3 separate regions of the Sus scrofa genome follow, and all the other regions are linked to region 1. The links are chromatin contacts, called in public Hi-C and HiChIP or PLAC-seq maps. All regions are on one chromosome and are shown on one strand. Each heading gives the region's core, a stretch centred on a gene start, on an enhancer-like site or on the middle of the called end of the contact. The rest is flanking DNA. Distances are from core to core; before and after follow the strand shown.

What was found. Hi-C and Micro-C count contacts between places; a contact is called where the count stands out from the background. HiChIP or PLAC-seq counts read pairs in DNA pulled down with a chosen protein or histone mark.
Region 2: a Hi-C map of heart right ventricle shows a contact between it and region 1, with 2.7 times the contacts expected there. The contact joins the promoter of RNF215 here to the promoter of NF2 in region 1. A contact is called at or near these places in 1 of 5 promoter capture datasets (fetal liver), 1 of 47 Hi-C or Micro-C datasets (heart right ventricle) and 1 of 2 datasets of contacts at active chromatin or transcription factors (alveolar macrophages).
Region 3: an H3K27ac HiChIP or PLAC-seq map of alveolar macrophages shows a contact between it and region 1. The contact joins the promoter of CASTOR1 here to the promoter of NF2 in region 1. A contact is called at or near these places in 1 of 5 promoter capture datasets (fetal liver), 1 of 47 Hi-C or Micro-C datasets (skeletal muscle) and 1 of 2 datasets of contacts at active chromatin or transcription factors (alveolar macrophages).

Annotation. Positions count from the first base shown.
Region 1 is chr14:46,651,776-46,655,471 of Sscrofa11.1, forward strand. It overlaps NF2 (merlin), which reads left to right and starts at 2,094. Exons shown (of 16, transcript XM_003483446.4): 1 at 2,094-2,706. The coding sequence starts at 2,593.
Region 2 is chr14:47,355,624-47,359,319 of Sscrofa11.1, forward strand. It overlaps RNF215 (RING finger protein 215), which reads right to left and starts at 1,568. Exons shown (of 10, transcript XM_005670838.3): 1 at 1,178-1,568; 2 at 837-921; 3 at 779-834; 4 at 255-326; 5 at 89-174. The coding sequence starts at 1,462.
Region 3 is chr14:47,265,003-47,268,698 of Sscrofa11.1, forward strand. It overlaps CASTOR1 (GATS-like protein 3), which reads right to left and starts at 1,727. Exons shown (of 7, transcript XM_021072302.1): 1 at 1,443-1,727; 2 at 788-858. The coding sequence starts at 1,555.

The DNA of each region.
Region 1 (3,696 bases), core at 844-3,343:
GTGTGCCAGTTCTTTCTTAGCGAGCCCTATATGAATTTTTCCTTCTCAGAACCTTCTCTGGTACATACCATTTATTACCATCTCTATTTATTCCTTGTGAATGGCACTTTTAATGACAGCATAGTATTCCATCACATCTATTTTGATTCCTGGCCCTGGCCTTGCTTCTGAGATCTAGAACCGTACATCTACCCAGATGTCTCCCTAGGAATGCTAAATTTCAGCCAATCAGGCCAGTGCCTAGCACCCAGGGAGCCTTCCATAAAAACAAGCTATCAGTGTTATTTTCAGCCCCTGCTGCGTGATTCACTCCTCAGTGGCCCAGAGTCACTTATGTCACTTATTTTCTGTCAGCAGCTTTGTCCCTCAGTTAAAGCTGTGATTTGTTGTCCCTGTGGGGAGCCCATAGGAAATCTAGCCTGGTTTTCCCACCTGCAGGGAAGAAGAGAAGCAATGAAAATAAAGACACTCCCACGATAAGCCCACAGTGCCCTAAACAATCAGTTTGGTGGGGAGAATTTGCTAGCAGTAGGCAGGGCATAAAGTTCTCCCATGGCAGCCTGGCTGGGTGTGCCAGCAAATGTTACTGGAGCCTGGCTGGTGCTTCACAGGCACTGTGGTGGCCTATGGGGAAGAGTAATTTATGCTCTTAATAGAGTTATAGCATCAGTGTCTGCTGAGGGCTCCAGAACTGTAGTTCAGGGTCTTGGGGCTGTAACCAGGAGGAGCAATTCAGAAGCCACCACCAGGGAAGGAGAGCAGAGTAGAGGTAATACGAGCAGTCTCTGGGTGGAACAGACCTGGGTTTGAGTTCCAGCTTTGCCTCTCAGCAGTTAGATGCTAGCCAGCAAGTAGCTCCGTCATGCTGAGCTTTTTCTTCACCTGTAGAGTGGGGGTGGGGGTGATAATGATAGTTAATACCTGTGCAACGCTTAACCTTCAACCACTCAGCTAGGCAACCACTAAGAATTAACTTAAAATTTGGATTAAAAGAGAAACAGAAACACACACACACACACACACACACACACGAGTTCCAGTTGTGGCTCAGCAACTAGTATCCAAAGAGGACTCGGATTCAATCCCTGGCCTCCCTCAGTGGTTTAAGGATCCCGCATTGCCCTGAGCTGTGATGTAGGTCGCAGATGCGGCTCAGATCTGGCATTGCTGTGGCTGTGGTGTAGACTGGAAGCTGCAGCTCCAGTTGGACCTCTATCCCAGGCGCTTCCATATGCCCCAGGTGTGGCCCTAAAGAACCACAACAAAAACACAGAAAGTTATACTCCCCTACCTCTCTCTCACACACATTCACTGTAACCCTTGAGGAAGTTTAAACAAAAATCATGTATATGATCTGAAACTGGAAATCACACAGAACACAACATAAAAACTGCTTTCATTTTTCTAGTTTTTTAAATCTACAGAAAGAATAATTTCATAAGATTCAACGTAGTATGACCAGTCACTTATCTAAAGCTTTATATGGATGATCTCGCTTAAATTCCTCAACAACTCCATGAGACAGATGCAATTATTACCCCCTCCCGCGGTAACAACTAGAATTTCTCCTCAACAGAAGCTGAAGGACTTGGCGGAAACTGCCCGCTACCAAGCGGCCTCAAGTGATTTGAAAGTTTAAGAAAAACCAAGTCAGTACATGTAATACATGCAATTAAGTGCTAAACAGGATTGGCCGCTCGGCGTTCGAAACGCAGTCTCCTGGGGCGCCACACTCGGCGCAGACCTGGTCCGAAGGGCAGTCCCTTGCTGAACTGAGGAGTGACTCATCTCCCGCGCCCCGGGAGCAGCCTCTTCTTGTTTTCCTGGGAAAGGCGCGCCGGGCTCCCCGCGTCAACCAGTCTTGCTAGAGTAGGCGTACCCCTACGAACAAAAGCGTTCGGAGTGACGCTGCCTTAGCCACTCAACGTCGAGGGTAATCCCGCGCCTCCAATTAGATCTGAACTTCCAATTGGTAAAGTCCTACTGAAGAAGGTGGGACAGCGGGAGAAAGTCCCGCCTCCCTCAGAGTTCTCAGCCAATCGTGGTGTCTAGGCTGCAGCCGCCGAGTTAGGTTGCGTTGCGTGTAGCGCTCTGAAGGGCCTGAGGGCGGGGCAGGGAGCAGGCCGGGGGATGCGGGGAGGGGACGCTTCCCGCGGGTGCGCGGAGCTAGGACGGTGACAGCCACGCGCGCACGTGCGCGCCTGGCTGGAGAGCGGCCCCTGAGACCTCTGTTGGCCGCTGAGAGGCGCGCAGGGTCTGGGCAGCCGCCGTCTAGGGCCCCCGTCCCTGGGCGTCCCCAACGTCCCCAGCCCGAGTCCCGGCGAGAGCCGGGCGGTGCCCGCCTTGTCTGTCCCTGATCGCGATCTCTCCCCGCGGCCATCAGGGCCCGCCCCCCAACTCCCCTTTCCGTTCCCAGGGCACGGTCCTCGCGGCCCATGCTGGCCGCTGGGGGCCCGCGCCGCTCAGACAGCTCCCGGGCCGGCCGGCCGGCCACCATGGTGGCCCTGAGGCCTGTGCGGCTTCTCCAGGGAGGCTAAAAGGTCCAGAGTGCAGGCCCCGGGGCCCCAGGTTCCCGGGCCTGAGCCCCACGCCATGGCCGGGGCCATCGCTTCCCGAATGAGCTTCAGCTCTCTCAAGAGGAAGCAGCCCAAGACGTTCACCGTGCGGATCGTCACTATGGACGCGGAGATGGAGTTCAATTGCGAGGTAACCGGCCGGCAGCCCCTACGGGCTGCAGCGAAGGGAGGCCTGGCGGGATCGGGCCCTGGTGCGGATCTGGCACCGACCTGGGCGCCCTTGCCGCGGTGACAGTTGAGGTGGAAGCTTCGGGATTCTGTTTATATCATCTCTGGGCAAAGACTGAGAGGGTCAGAACCGGAAGGAGCCATCTAGGCCCAAATCGTCATGTTAAAGATAATCGCTGCTTTTTTCAATGGGACTTTTGGGTTTGGAAGTGCTTCCTGAAGGTTTTCATTCATTGTTATTCCAAGAGTCTGAAAACATCCGTGGTAGCGAAATTTAATTTTCAGTGTCAGGCTTTAACTTCAGCTTTATAGAGTTTTTAACTTTATTCGATTATATTATGTACCCCAGCTATTAAAAGTTGCATCTCATTTTATTGCACAGTCTACAGTAGTTGTTTCCCTTTTTCACAGCTTAAATTTTCTGGAAAAAACTCTTCGAGGAAAAAGATGATATCCTAAACTTTCCCTACAGTTTGTATCACAATGATAAGTTATCCTTTATTGAATACGTCCTAAGTGTCAGACATTCATACACTTACCTCTCAAAACAACTCATTTAGGTGGGTACCCCAAACCATATATCCAGTAAATGGTGAAGGAGCGTTTTGATTCGAGCCAATACAGTACTGCTCTCAAGTAATTTTATGTCCTTGCTACTCAGAGTGTGGCCTGGGGACAAGCAGAATTGGCAACAGCAACATAAGTCAGTGGTTGGCAATTTTTTTTCTGTAACGGGCCCATAATAAATTTTTTCAGCTTTTCAAGCCTTAGGGTCCGAGTTGCAACTGCTCAACTCTTCAGTTCTACCTCTGTAGAACAAAAATGGCCTTAGGCAGGATCCCTTCCAGCCTGACAGGGTGAGGAACTCCAGTGACATGGTGCTCTGTAAACTGGTAAAATTTATTTTTAAAAAACAATTTAGGAGTTCCTGTCGTGGCTCAGTGGAAACAAG
Region 2 (3,696 bases), core at 318-2,817, 700 kb after region 1:
GACCTGGTCCCAAGACCCCTGAGCCCATGGCAAAGCCAGGGACCATAGCACCCAGGCCCAGTCCTCTGGAGCTCAAACCCCAACTCACTGCAACAGTGCCTCCAACAGCTTGGTGACGTTGGAAGAATAATGCAGGACAATCACTGGCCTGAGCAGAAGCTGGGATATGTCTAGCTGTAGGAAGACAGGGAGGTCAGCCAGTCCTGGTTGCCCATCCCCCAGCCTGCATGCCCACTAGGCTTGATCCGGTTTACCTCTCGGACCACGTTGTGGTTCAAGATGAGGAGGAGCAGGGCAGAGGCTCCCAGGAAGAGCGCCCTCCGCATCTGCAGGACAGAGGCAAAGGCTCACACACACACATATACTTGCCCACACATGCGTCTCACTACCTATGGCCACGGTTGTTCTTATCTCTGGAGAGAACATTTCCTCTGGATAGACTATAAGCTCCTTGAGGTCAAAGGCCGAAACCCTTATGCCTCCTGCCTTCCCCTCAGATGTTCTATGGGACCCAAACAATACAGGGCCTTCCTTGGTCCAAGCAGGGCCCACCCCAGCAGGCACTCCCTGACTAAGCTTCCTGACTCTCTGGCCTCCTCCCACCTCCCTGCTGCCAACCACACTGACCCAGATTCTACAAACTAGGGTCCCTGGCCCTACCCAGGCCCAGGGCTTCTCTGAAGGCTCCTTACCGGCCCACCACTAACCAGGTGGTCTGGCTCTAGTAGTTGCCTTGAAAACCCTCCTCTAGCCCCCTTTTCACATACACCCTCTGCACCTGCTGAACCAGAGCCTTGGGATAGGCCTGTGGGCCGCTGCCCTGACTTTCCTGGTCAATCTGGCCGCCTGCTCCTTGCCCACGTATGCCACCGCAATCCAGCCTTCTCTGGGCACTTCCTGCTCAGCATCCACAACGTCCATCTGTGGGGTGAGGGACCGTGGATAGAGGGAGAGGGGGAGGAAGGGGGATCAGGCACACAGAGGATGCAAGGCCAGGGTTTGGGGACGAATTTGGAGGGGAAGACATCTGATCTCAGATTTTGGAAACCTGAACGCTGGGGGCCTTGGCAGCCTGAGGAAGAGGCGCTGGGCTGCCAGGGCTTGGTCCAGGACGAAGGCTGGATCTGGGCACAAGGTCTAAAGCGGGCCGGAGGCCATAGGGCTCAGCGGCGCTCACCAGCATCAGGCGGCCGCCCATCAGGGGCGCCGCGTCTGCTTCGGGGCCGATCCGGACGCCCTCCAGCACCAGAGCGTCTTGCCGCGGCAGCTTCACGTCCACCCGTACCGCGCGGGCCCCGCCCCGTCCCGCCCCGGCCGTGGGCTTGCTGCCGTCCGCCGCGGCCCCGGGCCCCGCCAGGCCCAGCCAGAGTGGCAGCAGGGGCAGCAGCAACAGCAGGGGCGACGGCGCCGGCGGAGGAGGAGGTGGCAGCGACCTCAGCGCGGGGCGAGCGGCGGGGCCCATGGCCGGACCCGGCGAGCAGGCCGCACAGAGATCCCGGGGTCCCGAACGCTGCGGGGTTGGGGAGCGAAGCCTCAGCCGGACGGGGCGGGGCGCTGGGAGGGGAGGGGGCGGGGCCGTGGCCGGACGGGGCGGGGCTCCGGGAGGCGGCGTGGGCTCTAGGCGGCTCTCCTGCCCAGACCGGGCTGCGCGCGCCCCCTGGTGGCCGCGGAGAACACCGGCGGCGGAGGTCTGGGACGCTGGATCTGGGCGGTGCGAGGTCACCATACTCAAGTCAGACAGTAGGTGATTTGAACTTGTTGCGTTTTGTCTGGAGGAATGTCTAGAGGTCTGGACGCTGGCCCTTTCTCTATAGCGGCCCGACGCTCAGGGTTGGCCTAGGCCTCCCTTTCTCCACCGGACAGAACTCTGGAGGCGGGCAGGGAGGGCGTGGAGCTGGGGAGGAAATTGAGGTAAGGGTCCCAGAGGGGCAGAAAGTGGGACCAGGCCTAACTCAGCTCCGTAGTGTTGTCCATTATATCCCCTTACTTGCGGCCCTGGGGAGGAAAAAAAAAAAAGAATACCTAAAGAAATGGAATGATGCTCGGGTTAATGGATTGCTAGACTTAATACTGTTAAGATGGCAATACTACCTAAAGTCATCTACATATTCAAAGCAATCCCCAATAAAATTAATTTTTTTTTTTTTTTTTTTTTTGCCTTTTAGGGCCACACCCACGACATATAGAGATTCCCAGGCTAAGGTTCAAATCAGAGCTGTAGCTGCTGGCTTACACCATAGCCACAGCAACACAGGATCTGAACCACTTCTGTGACCTACACAGCAGTCACTGGCAGCACTGGATCCTTAACCCACTGAGCCAGGCTGGGGATTGAACCTGCATCCTCATGGATGCTAGTCAGATTCATTAACTGCTCAGCCACGATGGGAACTCCTAAAATTAAAATTGTAATGACTTTTTCTTTGGCTACACCCATGGCATGTGGAAGTGGCCAGAGATCGAACCTGAGCCATAGCAGGCCCAAGCCCGCTGTGCCACAAGAGAACTCCTCTAATGACAAACCCATCCTATGCAAAGGGCCCTGACTAGCCCATATTGGAAAAAGAATAAAGTTAAGACTCATTCTTACCAATTTGTAAACATACTACAAAGGTACAGTGATCAAAAAACAGCGTAGTAAAGATAGACATGTAAACAAATGGAATAGAATTGGGAGTCTAGAAATAGACCCAGACATCTATAGCCAATTGATTTTCTTTTTTTTTTTTTTTTTTTTTCAGGGCCACACCTTTGGCATATGGAGGTTTCCAGGCTAGGGGTCAAATTGGAGCTGCAGCCGCTGGCCTATGCCACAGCCACAGCCACACCAAATCCAAGCCACATCTGTGACCTACACCGCAGTTCACGGCAACACCGGATCCTTAACCCACGGAGCGAGGCCAGGGATGAACCTACATCCTCATGGATACTGGTCAGATTCGTTTCCACTGAGCCACAACAGGAACTCCCCCAACTGATTTTCAACAAGGGTGCCAAGACCATTCAACAGGGAAAGAACAGTGTCTTCCACAAATGGTGCTGGAACAACTGGATATAATGTACCAAAGAATAAAATTGGACTACTACCTCACACCATATACAGAAATTAACTCGAAATGGTCCTGCTATAAAGCACAGGGAACTATGTCCAACCACTTGTAATGGAACATGATGAAAGATAATATGAAAGAGGCTATATACAGATGTATGACTGGGTCACTTTGCTGTACAGCAGAAATTGACAGAACAATGTAAATCAGCTATCATAAAATTTTTTTTAATTAACTCAAAATGGGTCAACAGTGGGAATATAAAATGGTGTGACTCCTGTAGAACACAGGATGATGATTCCTCAAAAAAAAAAAAAAATTAAACATAGGCGTTCCCATTGTGGCTCAGGGGGTTAAGAACCCAGCTAGTATCCATGAGGATGCAGGTTCAATCCCTGGCCTCACTCGGGTTAAGGATCCGGCATTGCCATGAGCTGTGGAGTAGGCCAGCAGCTGTAGCTCAGATTCAACCCCTAGCCTGGGAACTTTCATATGCTGAGGGTGCAGCCCCACTCCCCCCAAAAAAAGAAAAAAAAAGCAAAGAATTATCTTATGATCCACTTCGGGTATACATATATATCCAAAAAAATTGACAGCAGGGCTTCTAACAGCTGTTTGTACTCCATTGTTCTTGTAGCATCATTAT
Region 3 (3,696 bases), core at 477-2,976, 610 kb after region 1:
TACCACCAGGGGGAGCCAGCAGTCCAAGTTGGCTGGGAGATGCCTTCCTCGTTAGCAGACCCAGACTTTTCCGCAGCATAAATAGGGAAACTAAGTAGCCCTGTAGGGGAGGGAGGGAGCCCCAGCTGGCTGGCCAGAGACTCCAGGCCTGTAAGGATGGGTCAAGCTGGCAGGAGAGAAGCCAGATATCAGCTCCAGGGATCAGGGAGGGACCAGGCTGGTGTCCAGTCCAGCACATGGGCCACAGCCAAGGTGGCTGCTAATCGCCCAAACACAGCTAGGAGGCCCCGTAGGATCCTGCCCTGGGCTGGCTGCCGGCTCCTGCATTCCTTCCCCAACCCTCAGACTCTCGGAGTTCCCAGACCAGTCAGGGAGGGAGTGACCCACACCAGGGAGTGAAGCCCAAGGGGAAATAATGGGGTGGGGGGCAAGAACAGCCACAGAAGCCTGATTCTTGCCCCAGAGCTGTAACTGAGGCCCTGCTGCTGGTCTGTGGCTGCTAAATGCCCTTTACACACTGCCCCATTTATAAAACCCTCATGGGGCCAAATAGATCAGAACCGTAACTATATCCATTTTACATAAAACGAAATAAACAACTCAGAGAGGGGAAGTGACTTGATCAAGGGCACACAGCCAGTGAGTAGTGGAAATGGACTGGAACCCAGATCATCTGCCTTCAGGGCCCCAACTCTTGGTACATTAGATCCTAGCATTCTCTTAGAATCCTGCAAAAAGGGGAGGACAACCTCCTTCCCCTACTCACCCTCCCCAGCCCAGTCCCCACCTTTGAAGCCCTCCTCGTCCACCATGAGCGTGTAATCCTCAGGGGTCTCCGTCAGGCTGAAGAATTTGCACCTGGGTGGGGGCAGGGAGCATCTTCAGCCTGGGTGGGCGGAGGGGGCGGGCAGACACCCCCCACCCCGGCTGGGCGTCTCCCTGCCCCCTCCAGACTCAATTTCCTCCCCAGAACAGTGGGGCGTGGGCCCCATCTCCAGAATTGCGAACCGTTTTCCTCCGCCCAGATCTCTGCAGAAGCCCCTGCCCAGCATTCCAAGAGGAAGGAGAGGCTCACCCAAGGCGGCAGTCCCGGGCGTCCGAGCCCCCTTAGACCAGCCCCTCTGACCCGATGAGAGGCAGCTGGAAAAAGTTCTCCGAAGTTGCCAGGAAGAAATGCCCCCATGTGAAACCACTAGGAGTTAAGCACTGACCATCCCAGGCTGTCTGCGCCTTAACAAGCTCTGTGAGGGGGCCTCACGAGCCGGATAGGCGGCGGTCCCAGGGAGGGTAGGCCCAGGCCGGATGGCGGCGGTGGGGAGCGGGGGGCGGGGAGCGCTCTCCCTGTCTGCTCCCGCTGGCCCCGCGGAGGTCCTAATCTCCCGATCCCATCTCAGAGTGACAGTGCAGCCCACCCCCCTCTGTGCCCGGACCCGGACGCGCACCGGCTTCGGCGGGGCAGGAAGAGCAGCTTGATGAGTGGGTGAGTGTAGAGCCAGAGACCGGGCCGGGCGAGGCTCAGCACCCGCACCCGGTGCTCTAGGATGTGCAGCTCCATCGCGGTCCGCGCGGACCCGACCCCACGGCCAAACAGACCCAGGCCGTGCCGGGGGCGGGGCGGCGGGGGCGGTGCCGGGAGGTGCTTAAAGGAGCCGCTGCGCCGCAGAGTCCTAGCCGCCAGCCACGCCAGCTCCCTGACGGCCACGCCGCGCAGGACTGGGGGCCAATCCAGGGTGGCCACGCCTCCTTGTAACGCTAGAGACTCACTCCGCCCCTTATGGCCCCGCCCCTTCGGCATTGGCTCCGGAATCACCACCTAACCCCACCCCCGTCGCGTCCTCCAGGCCCCGCCCATGCCTCTCCCCCACTCCGGGCTCCGCCCTTTCCGCAGGACTCCCGCAGCTGCTCCGGAGAGCCCGGGGAGGCTTGGGGTCTTTTCTGCACTAAGGGCCTTCTGATTAAGTTCACCAAGGCTTGGGAGGGCCACAAGATGAACCGGGGCTCGGCTGTGACCAGAACACTGCTCCCAAATCCTTGAAACATGGGTGGGTAGGGGTCCACTGTGCAACCTAGGAGACGTTGTTGTTCTGTCCCAATAAAGGGTCCTGGCACCTTTCCCTCTCCTTCCTCTGATGGCTTAGCATGAGGCAGGGCCACCAGAACTGGCTGGGGTGGCAGTGAAAAAAGTTCCACAGCCCAGGATAGCACTGATACAAACCCCTCCAAGCTTTGTGAGCCCTGTGAGTGGGCTAACAAGATGAAACCCAACCTGAACTTGGTGGTCCCCACATCTGTTCCTCTCACCCACCTTTCAGAGTAGAAGGCTCCCCACCAGAATCAAAGATGGGGAGGGCCCCAGCTACCTCTGAGCAATACACTGTAGGGTAGGGAGCTGAAGGTAGTCTGGACTAACATTTGAGGCTTAAGACTTAAGTATTTGGGACAGGAATGCCCAAAGCTCAAACTTTGGGGGGCAGGGCCATGCATCCAGAGCCCAGTGTGTAGTCAGACTTAAAAGCCTACAGTCATTAGAACTTGGGCCTGAGCACATTTAAGCTTGTTTCATGTCCAAGGAGGCCCCCAGATCTGAAGCTTGTTAGTGCCACCTTGGGTTCATTTCAACATTAGGGCTGGGGTCTGCTCAGGCCTCTCAGGTTTGCAAAGACCCCAGTGCTGAGCAGACATCAGCACACCTAGGTTGGTTTCCCAGCAGGATGGGACATGTTCCAGGGGCCCTTGCCTGGCCTGCACATCCTCAGGCCTCAGATCCAAGGCTTTGAACCAAGCAGGTTAAAGCAGGCCTCAGGCCTGATTGGGTCCCAGCAGGCCTGAGCAGGCCTCCTACCTGCTGGGGCGGGCGGGCGTGGGGTGGGGGGTGGCGGCAATTGCACGCAGCTAGTAGTGGGGCAGCACCTTCCCTCCCTGGACTCACCAGTTTGGTGGGTTCTGCTGGAACACTGCAGCCACCACATCCTGGCCAGACCCCTAGAGGGCCAGGGGGTGGGAGGTGTCCTCAGGAGGCTGAGCCCCTCATCTGGTTGACGGCAGGTGTACATGGGGTAGGAAGCCACAGGGGTAAGGGGCAGGAGGTAGGAAGGGTGTGGTTTGCCCTGACAGATTCATGTGACCCTTGACCTCCTCAGGCCTCAGTATCCCCAGCTGTACCAGGACAAGATGTTCCAGGCTGAGGCCCTGAGATGCTTAAAAGCTCCCAGGGAGGCTCTAGTCCTGCCTCCCTGCTCCCCCATTGCCCAGCCCAGCTTGGTGGCCAGCCAAGAACAGTCACTATTGTTTGACTGGAAAAGCTGCTTCCTCAGCAGAAGGGGGGCCTCTCCCAGGGACACCCTGTCCTCACCCTTGCCAGTCATCAGCTATGACACTACTGCCAACTTGGGCCTTCAATGGCAAAGTCAGGAGAGGTAGTTGGGGGCTCTGGGTACAAATCTGGATCAGCTTCATTTTTCCCACTTAGCTCCTGTTTCCTTATCCATAAAAGGGGGACAATAATAAAACCTACCTGATCAGGCATGTGACACAACCAGCCCAGCCTGGCATATGCTACATGGCAGGTAGCCTTTCATCAAAGATACAGATTTGGCCCCACACCCCTTTGCTTTTGATGGAGGCCTGGGATGAGCATGTGAGGGCATTCATGATCCCTCACTCTTGGCACCAGCACCCAACCCAGAATGAATACTC